Linked DNA regions of Zea mays: region 1 is linked to region 2. Evidence: chromatin contacts called from public Hi-C data. All regions are on one chromosome and are shown on one strand. The core of a region is the stretch at or near the end of the contact, and the rest is flanking DNA. Distances in the headings are between cores, read along the strand shown. Region 1 holds the start of LOC100283107 (holliday junction resolvase). Region 2 has its middle 4.4 kb from the start of TRNAL-AAG.

Region 1 (3,305 bases), core at 203-2,702, 320 kb after region 2:
AGTGCTGCTAGCAATGGAAGACCTGTAAACTGCATCACTGCGTACAGCCACTGGGCAAAGCTGAAGTGAAATAGGCGTATCCACATGTGCCCCCCGCCTGCTGTCTGTACTGCCTCACAAATTTCAGTACTTGTCGGTGGAGACTGGAGATGGAGAGCAGCCTGTAGTAGTAGTACTGAACAAACTGAATGTCAGATGTAACCATAGAACCTACGTCTCCTAGTTTCTGCAAAATGCACAAAGTTTCCGTTTCTACAGACATGCGTTCAACATCCACCGAGTTGCTGGTAGTACAATCATAGAACAGTTTGGTTGACATAGACTTGGTGTTGGTGTTATGCAATGGTGTATGCATGGCTGCAAAACAGTTTTTAAGGTCAGCCTCCACGGCTCCACGGGAAGTTTTATGACATAATTATCAAAACTGTCATATTAGATTTTGTATTGGTAGCTGCGACAACAGGTTATGTGGACGACTCTGTCTTTTTATAATCTGTCAACATAATAAAGGCAATATATCTAGTGTAAAAAATGATTAAGGTGCTAACATATTAACATCAAATCTTATCCGTGGATCCACCATTTATGGTTGAGTGTAATCTCACCTTATTACATGCTAAAAACTACTGGATCCACCATTTATGGTTGAGTGTAATCTCACCTTATTATTTGCTAAAAACTACTCACTCCGTTCCAAAATATAGTTTTTTCAAGCCTATTTTTTTCGTCCACGTTTATTCAAATGACAATAAATATCGACACACATGCAAACAAACTGCTGCATTTATATGTTACTTAATAAATGTATGATTAGTCTAAAACAAATTATATTTTGAGATGGAAGGAGTACTGTATTTTTGTAGAATAGAGTCTAGCGTCACCGGGTGGTATTGCACTCGGTTGTAGATGGACAGATGGTGATAGCTGGTAAATCTGATGGACAAAATTTAATGTTAGCATCCTAAAAGCCTGTACAAATGGTGATAGCTGGTAAATCTGATGGACAAAATTTAATGTTAGCATCCTAAAAGCCTGTACAAATGGTGATAGCTGGTAAATCTGATGGACAAAATTTAATGTTAGCATCCTAAAAGCCTGTTTGAGAGTGAAGTATTTTTACAATTTGTATATAATACCATGGTTTTGGGTTTTGGACAGTACTGTAGTATTTTATACATGAGGTGTTTTTTTCTTCTAAAAACTATGTTTTAAAAACCACAAATAATGTTTCTCAAAACATAGTATTTTTGGAGTTGTTAAAACTACAATATTATCATGACAATTGTAAAGTATAGTATTGTAAAACCATGATTTTGAGAAACATTGTTACCAACAGGAATGCCCCCGCTAGCTTCCTCTGTGCATAGAGGGGCCCACATATCAGTGAATGGGGCAGTTACTAATTGCGTGGGCTTGATTGAAGTAAAACTATGGGCCATTTCGTACGGCCCGTAACTCCTTTCCCCTATCCAAGGCAACGAATCAGCTGCACGACCGCCGAATCGCCTTGCCATGACAACCGCAGCGGCAGTGGAGCCGGCGCCGCTCGTGCGGGCCCGCGCGTGCGCGGCCTCCGCTTCCTTCCCGCCCCCGCGCCGTCGAAGAGCTGCTGGAGCTATCAGGGCATCTCCCGTACCAGGCCGGACGGAAGCCGCCGCCGAGCTCCCCGCCCCGCTCCAGCCAAACGCGCGGCGGCGGGGACGCGACCCGCTCTGGCACGGCGGCGGGTTCAGCCTCGGCGTCGACCTCGGTGACGCCCGCACCGGCCTCGCCATCGGGAGGGGGATCACCTTCCCTCGACCCCTCACTGTACGCACCTCTCGCACTCAGCTCCACCGCCCAAAGTAAACCTCACTAAATTGAGGTAGAGTTGGAATGGCACCAGGTTCTGAGGCTCCGCGGGCAGAAGCTAGAGCTTGCGCTGCTCGACGTGGCTCGGCAGCAGGTGAGGTTTCGCTTGGCTTCTCCTCTTCTGCTCTGCGCTGGCATTTTGCAAAACGTGATGCGATGGTGGTTCTGGTGTCCTGAACACGGGCGCTTTGCTACTCGAGATTGCAGGAGGCGGACGAGCTCATCATCGGGCTTCCCGTGTCCGCTGATGGGTCGGAGACACCGCAGTCCAACAAAGTGCGGAGCGTCGTCGGGAGGCTCGCCGTCCAAGCTGCCCAAAGGTGCGCCGCATGCCCCTGTAAATTTGGATCGCTTCAGTGAGCTAGGCTAGCTAGGAGCCGGGTGCTCAGCAGACTCATCGAGACCTCTGAACTGCGTGCATTGCTTCGATGTGTCGTTTGGATGTGTGATGGTTGTTGCGTTTAACTCAGTGGATTTGTTTTCACGGCAGCAGGGGCTTGAGGGTTTATCTGCAGGATGAATATGGAACGTCCACGGACGCCCTAGATTACATGATCTCCAGGTGAATCTTGGTTCATTTTTTGCAATTAGCATACCACGTAACGTAACTCTTTGTCATTTGCTAGCAACATGCACCCTGCTAATTTTTGCTAGTAGTTAGCACAGGCCTGTTTGGATCCAGGTTTGTCAATTTTTAATTGCTTGCTACTACTAGCTATTCAACATGGATCCAACCAAACAGTACCTATTCTGTTCACGGCAAACTGGCAATGATCCGGAACTTTCCCATATCACTGTTGCTGCAACAATTCTAGCTGGACCTTGCTGCTGATTTTAAAATTTGGCCATTTTAAGTATTTACAGTACTGCTCCACCTAGCAACACAAAAGCTCAAGAATGCAAATTCCTTCCTGCACATCGCTGGCTGTTAAATCGTGTCAAATTGTTAGTTCACTGAGAAGCTTGCCTGATTATCGACCTCAATTTTCAGGGGTGTCAAGAAGTCTGCTCGTGACACCAAATCTGATGCATATGCTGCTGTGGTATTTGATGCTACCTAGTATATCTTTCTACTTAGTGTTTATTTCCTCCTGTTTATGATTGCTTCTGGCTAAAGTTACAGCTGATTACTTTTGTTGTAGATGATTTTGAAGAGATATTTCACGTCTTCAGGTCGAGGGGCTAAGATTGTTCTCCCCAGGCAACCAGAGTTACAGGACAAGCTAATGGTTCAGTCTAGACAAGATGCTGAAGTTTAGAGAGGCATGTCTTCTATTTTCTCCATAGTAGAGAACATGTCCAGTTGAGGGCACCTCATTTTCTATACCATGTCATCCGCTGTGATGTAGATGATTGTTTGAGATATTGTAATTGTACTGCATCAAAAACACAAGCTGTTTTTAAACCTGGTCCTGTTTGCAAATTGAGTATCATCCCAAAACAAAACTCAGTAA
Region 2 (3,371 bases), core at 714-3,213:
CGGTGGTGTACAGCTATAAATCACCGGACTGTCCGGTGGTGCACCGGACTGTCCGGTGAGCCATTCACAGGCGAACTCGTCGCTCTCGGGAGATGATTAACGGCATACGACTATAATTCACCGGACTGTCCGGTGATGCACCGGACTGTCCGGTGAGCCAACGGTCGGTCGGGCCAACGGTCGGCCGCGCGATCTGCGCGGGACACGTGGCCGAGCCAACGGCTAGAAGGGGGCACCGGACTGTCTGGTGTGCACCGGATAGTGTCCGGTGCGCCAACGGCTCTGAATCTGCAACGGTCGGCTTCGCCAAATAAGAAAAGAAATCCACACCGGACAGTGTCCGGTGGTGCACCGGACTGTCCGGTGCGCCAGGCGACAGAAGGCAAGAATTGCCTTCCTGGAATGCTCTCAACGGCTCCTAGCTGCCTTGGGGCTATAAAAGGGACCCCTAGGCGCATGGAGGAGAAGACCAAGCATCCTTAGAGCATTGTTGATCACTCACACTTCATTCTTGCGCACTTGTTCGACATTCTTAGTGATTTGAGCTCCGTTCTAGTGAGAACCTCGTGATAGTCTTTTGAGCTCAAGTCTGGGTCTTGTGTGTGCGTATTTGCCGTGAGTTTTGTGTCTTGTGTGTGTTGCTCATCCCTCCATTGCTCCGTGCTTCTTTGTGAACATCAAAGTGTAAGGGCGAGAGGCTCCAAGTTGTGGAGATTCCTCGTGAACGGGATATAGTATACAAAGCAAAAACACCGTGGTATTCAAGTGGGTCTTTGGACCGCTTGAGAGGGGTTGATTGCAACCCTCGTCCATTGGGACGCCACAACGTGGAAGTAGGCAAGTTTTATACTTGGCCGAACCACGGGATAAACCACTGAGTCTACCTGTGTTGATCTTCTTGTGGTTATTGTGTTTTGCTAAAGACTCCTCTCTAGCCACTTGGCATTATTGTACTAACTCCTAATCAAGCTTTGTGGCATTAAGTTTCAAGTTTCACAGGATCACCTATTCACCCCCCCTCTAGGTGCTCTCACATTTGCTAATGTATGTGTACCTTTTGTTTGCATATTTTGTCTTCTCAAAATTGTTGTCCAGTACAACAGTACTTATGTTTCCTTTTTGTCGTTATGTAGGTCCATACCAAGAGAAGAAATCGTTTAGAACATAAAAGGCTGGACAAATTGGTGTATGTTAGCTACAACCGAAACGTGGCAAATAGATTTTAAAGAATTAGAGAGTTGGGCTTAAAGGGAAAGAAAAGCAACCCTTTGATCCTACAAGAGTTCCAATGGAAAATGAGTGGGTTCATGAAAATGATGAGGACATTAACGATGAAAATTCTCTTTGGAGGGCTGTTGATGAAGCTATTGGTGCAACTGAGCATCTAAGGGGTAAAAATCTCCCTAGAGCTGCTGCTGGGGCTGTTAACAGAACATACACTAGAACAAGGAAGCGTATTGTTCGTCCTCCACAGTTTGGTGAATCTGATTCTGATAAAGAAATGCAATAACAAGGAGAAGAACTTGCTGTTGCATCCACTGTAGTTCCAACTGGAGATGGCCTCTTTGAACTAGCTGATGAAATGCTTGATTAGCAGTTTAGCACAACAATATAGTGTTGTGCACTCCTACTATCTTGCATTTGTTTGTTTTAATCTAGTGTCCTGTTGTCCTGCACAACAATCTAGCAGTTCATCTTATTTTAATCTTATCAGTTGACATGCATTTAATCCTGCAATCTTATTGTCATGTTGTCATGTTGTCCTACTGATATTTATAGCTTTATGTATATATACATATGCTATTGACCTCCTGTTGTAGGCATACCAGAATTGTAATCCTGGAGTTGAAATTAATGTGACAGTGTGTTGCTGTAATTGGGCTGGTGGTTGTGCTGTGCTATAGCAGGGCTGCTGTGGAATGCGCTAGGGCACCAGGAGTCCGGAACCGTGAGTGCGAGTGGGATTCCACGCAACGTGGGCTGCTGGGCCACCAAGCGCTGGTTGTAATTGGGCTGCCAGTTCGCTATATGCAGCCTTCTTTGTTTTAGCTCAATCCTATTTTAATTTTTTATTTTTATATGTTCACGTATATTATACACTATTTTTTACCAATAAACTTGGATATTCAATTGAATACCCATGAATTACAATGAGCCATCCCTGGAGGAAGAGATGCGGAGGATAGTCTCGGCAACCGTCATCAGTAACAAAGGAGCCGAACATAATAGAACGACGAACATATGATGGACGAGTCACGAGTTGAACAGAACAAGCCGTAACTGGCCTGGAGCCAGGAGCTAGAAAAGGCGCTTCAAGATCTGTACAAGTATATGTGTCCTCAATCTAGAGCCGGCTACAAATTCCCCTTTGCATCCGGTCTGCACACGATTTTTTTCCGGTGCTACAGCACAATTTCCATGTCGTAGCTAAGCTAGTTTTTTTTCTTTCCTGTTCTATTTCTTTTTCCTCTTCCATTTCTCCATGGTGTTTTTCATTTGTATTTTCTTTAATTACTTTTTGTTAAATACTTTGTTTATTTCATTTTATTTACATGTTTTCTTCTTTTTCGTTTCCTTTTGTTTTCTTCTATTTTGTTTTCCTTCATCTTTCCTTTTATGTATTTGTACATTTTTATTATTTTCACAATTTTGTTTTTAATTCTACTCTATCTTTTATTATCTTGTTTTACTTTTTGTTTTTCATATGATGATCTATGTATGGTATTTTTACTTGGTACAAATGGGATACTTTTTATATATTTTTAGTATTTATGTGTATCTATGAAATATTTTTCCTATTTTTATTTTTTTTAATTTCTATATTACATGGTTTTTGTTATTTTTATTTTACATTATGTTTGTCTACCTTTTATTATTTTTTCTCTTTATATTACTTGTTCATTCATTTATGTATTTATCTTTTTCTACATATTTTAGTTTTTTGTTATTCGTCATTTCATGTGTTTCTTGATATTATAATACTATTCATATAAACATAGAATGTTTTTTTTCTAAATTTGAAATATTGTTCTCCACTTGTCATGAATTTAGAATATTTGTGTTATGAAGGCATGACTCCTTTTTTTCATCATTTTTGTGGTGATATTCACTTAAATAGTATCTTCTATGACATAATGTACTATTATTATACTGTTTATGAGGTATATTATGAATTATTGTTATATTAGTTTGATATGTTTGGTGTTTTTATTACATTTGATGCTCTGAAGTATTATATAATATTCATGTAGCATGCATGTTCTGATTTATGCTATTTAGGGATGTTCATGTAGTATATATATGGTTTATTATGATATAAGTGTTGTATAATGTTCAATAGCATATATGTGATGTTCTAGAATATTTTTTTG

Evidence for each region. Hi-C and Micro-C count contacts between places; a contact is called where the count stands out from the background.
Region 1: a Hi-C map of tassel shows a contact between it and region 2, with 7 times the contacts expected there. The contact joins the promoter of LOC100283107 here to the enhancer-like site in region 2. A contact is called at or near these places in 7 of 25 Hi-C or Micro-C datasets (bundle sheath, ear, endosperm and 3 more).

Annotation. Positions count from the first base shown.
Region 1 is chr1:93,481,671-93,484,975 of Zm-B73-REFERENCE-NAM-5.0, forward strand. LOC100283107 (holliday junction resolvase) reads left to right here and starts at 1,453. Exons shown (of 6, transcript NM_001156009.2): 1 at 1,453-1,809; 2 at 1,886-1,945; 3 at 2,059-2,171; 4 at 2,345-2,413; 5 at 2,843-2,894; 6 at 2,994-3,297. The coding sequence starts at 1,513. The coding sequence ends at 3,110. It overlaps LOC100277947, which reads left to right. Exons shown (of 2, transcript NM_001371689.1): 2 at 1-435.
Region 2 is chr1:93,163,983-93,167,353 of Zm-B73-REFERENCE-NAM-5.0, forward strand. No RefSeq gene overlaps it. Among protein-coding and RNA genes, the nearest start is that of TRNAL-AAG, 4.4 kb to the right of the region's middle. Within about 2 kb of position 1,964, at least 15 of the 20 cell types and tissues checked have an H3K27ac peak or open chromatin away from gene starts, as enhancers often do. A contact at or near this core is called in bundle sheath, ear, leaf and 2 more, where this site is marked.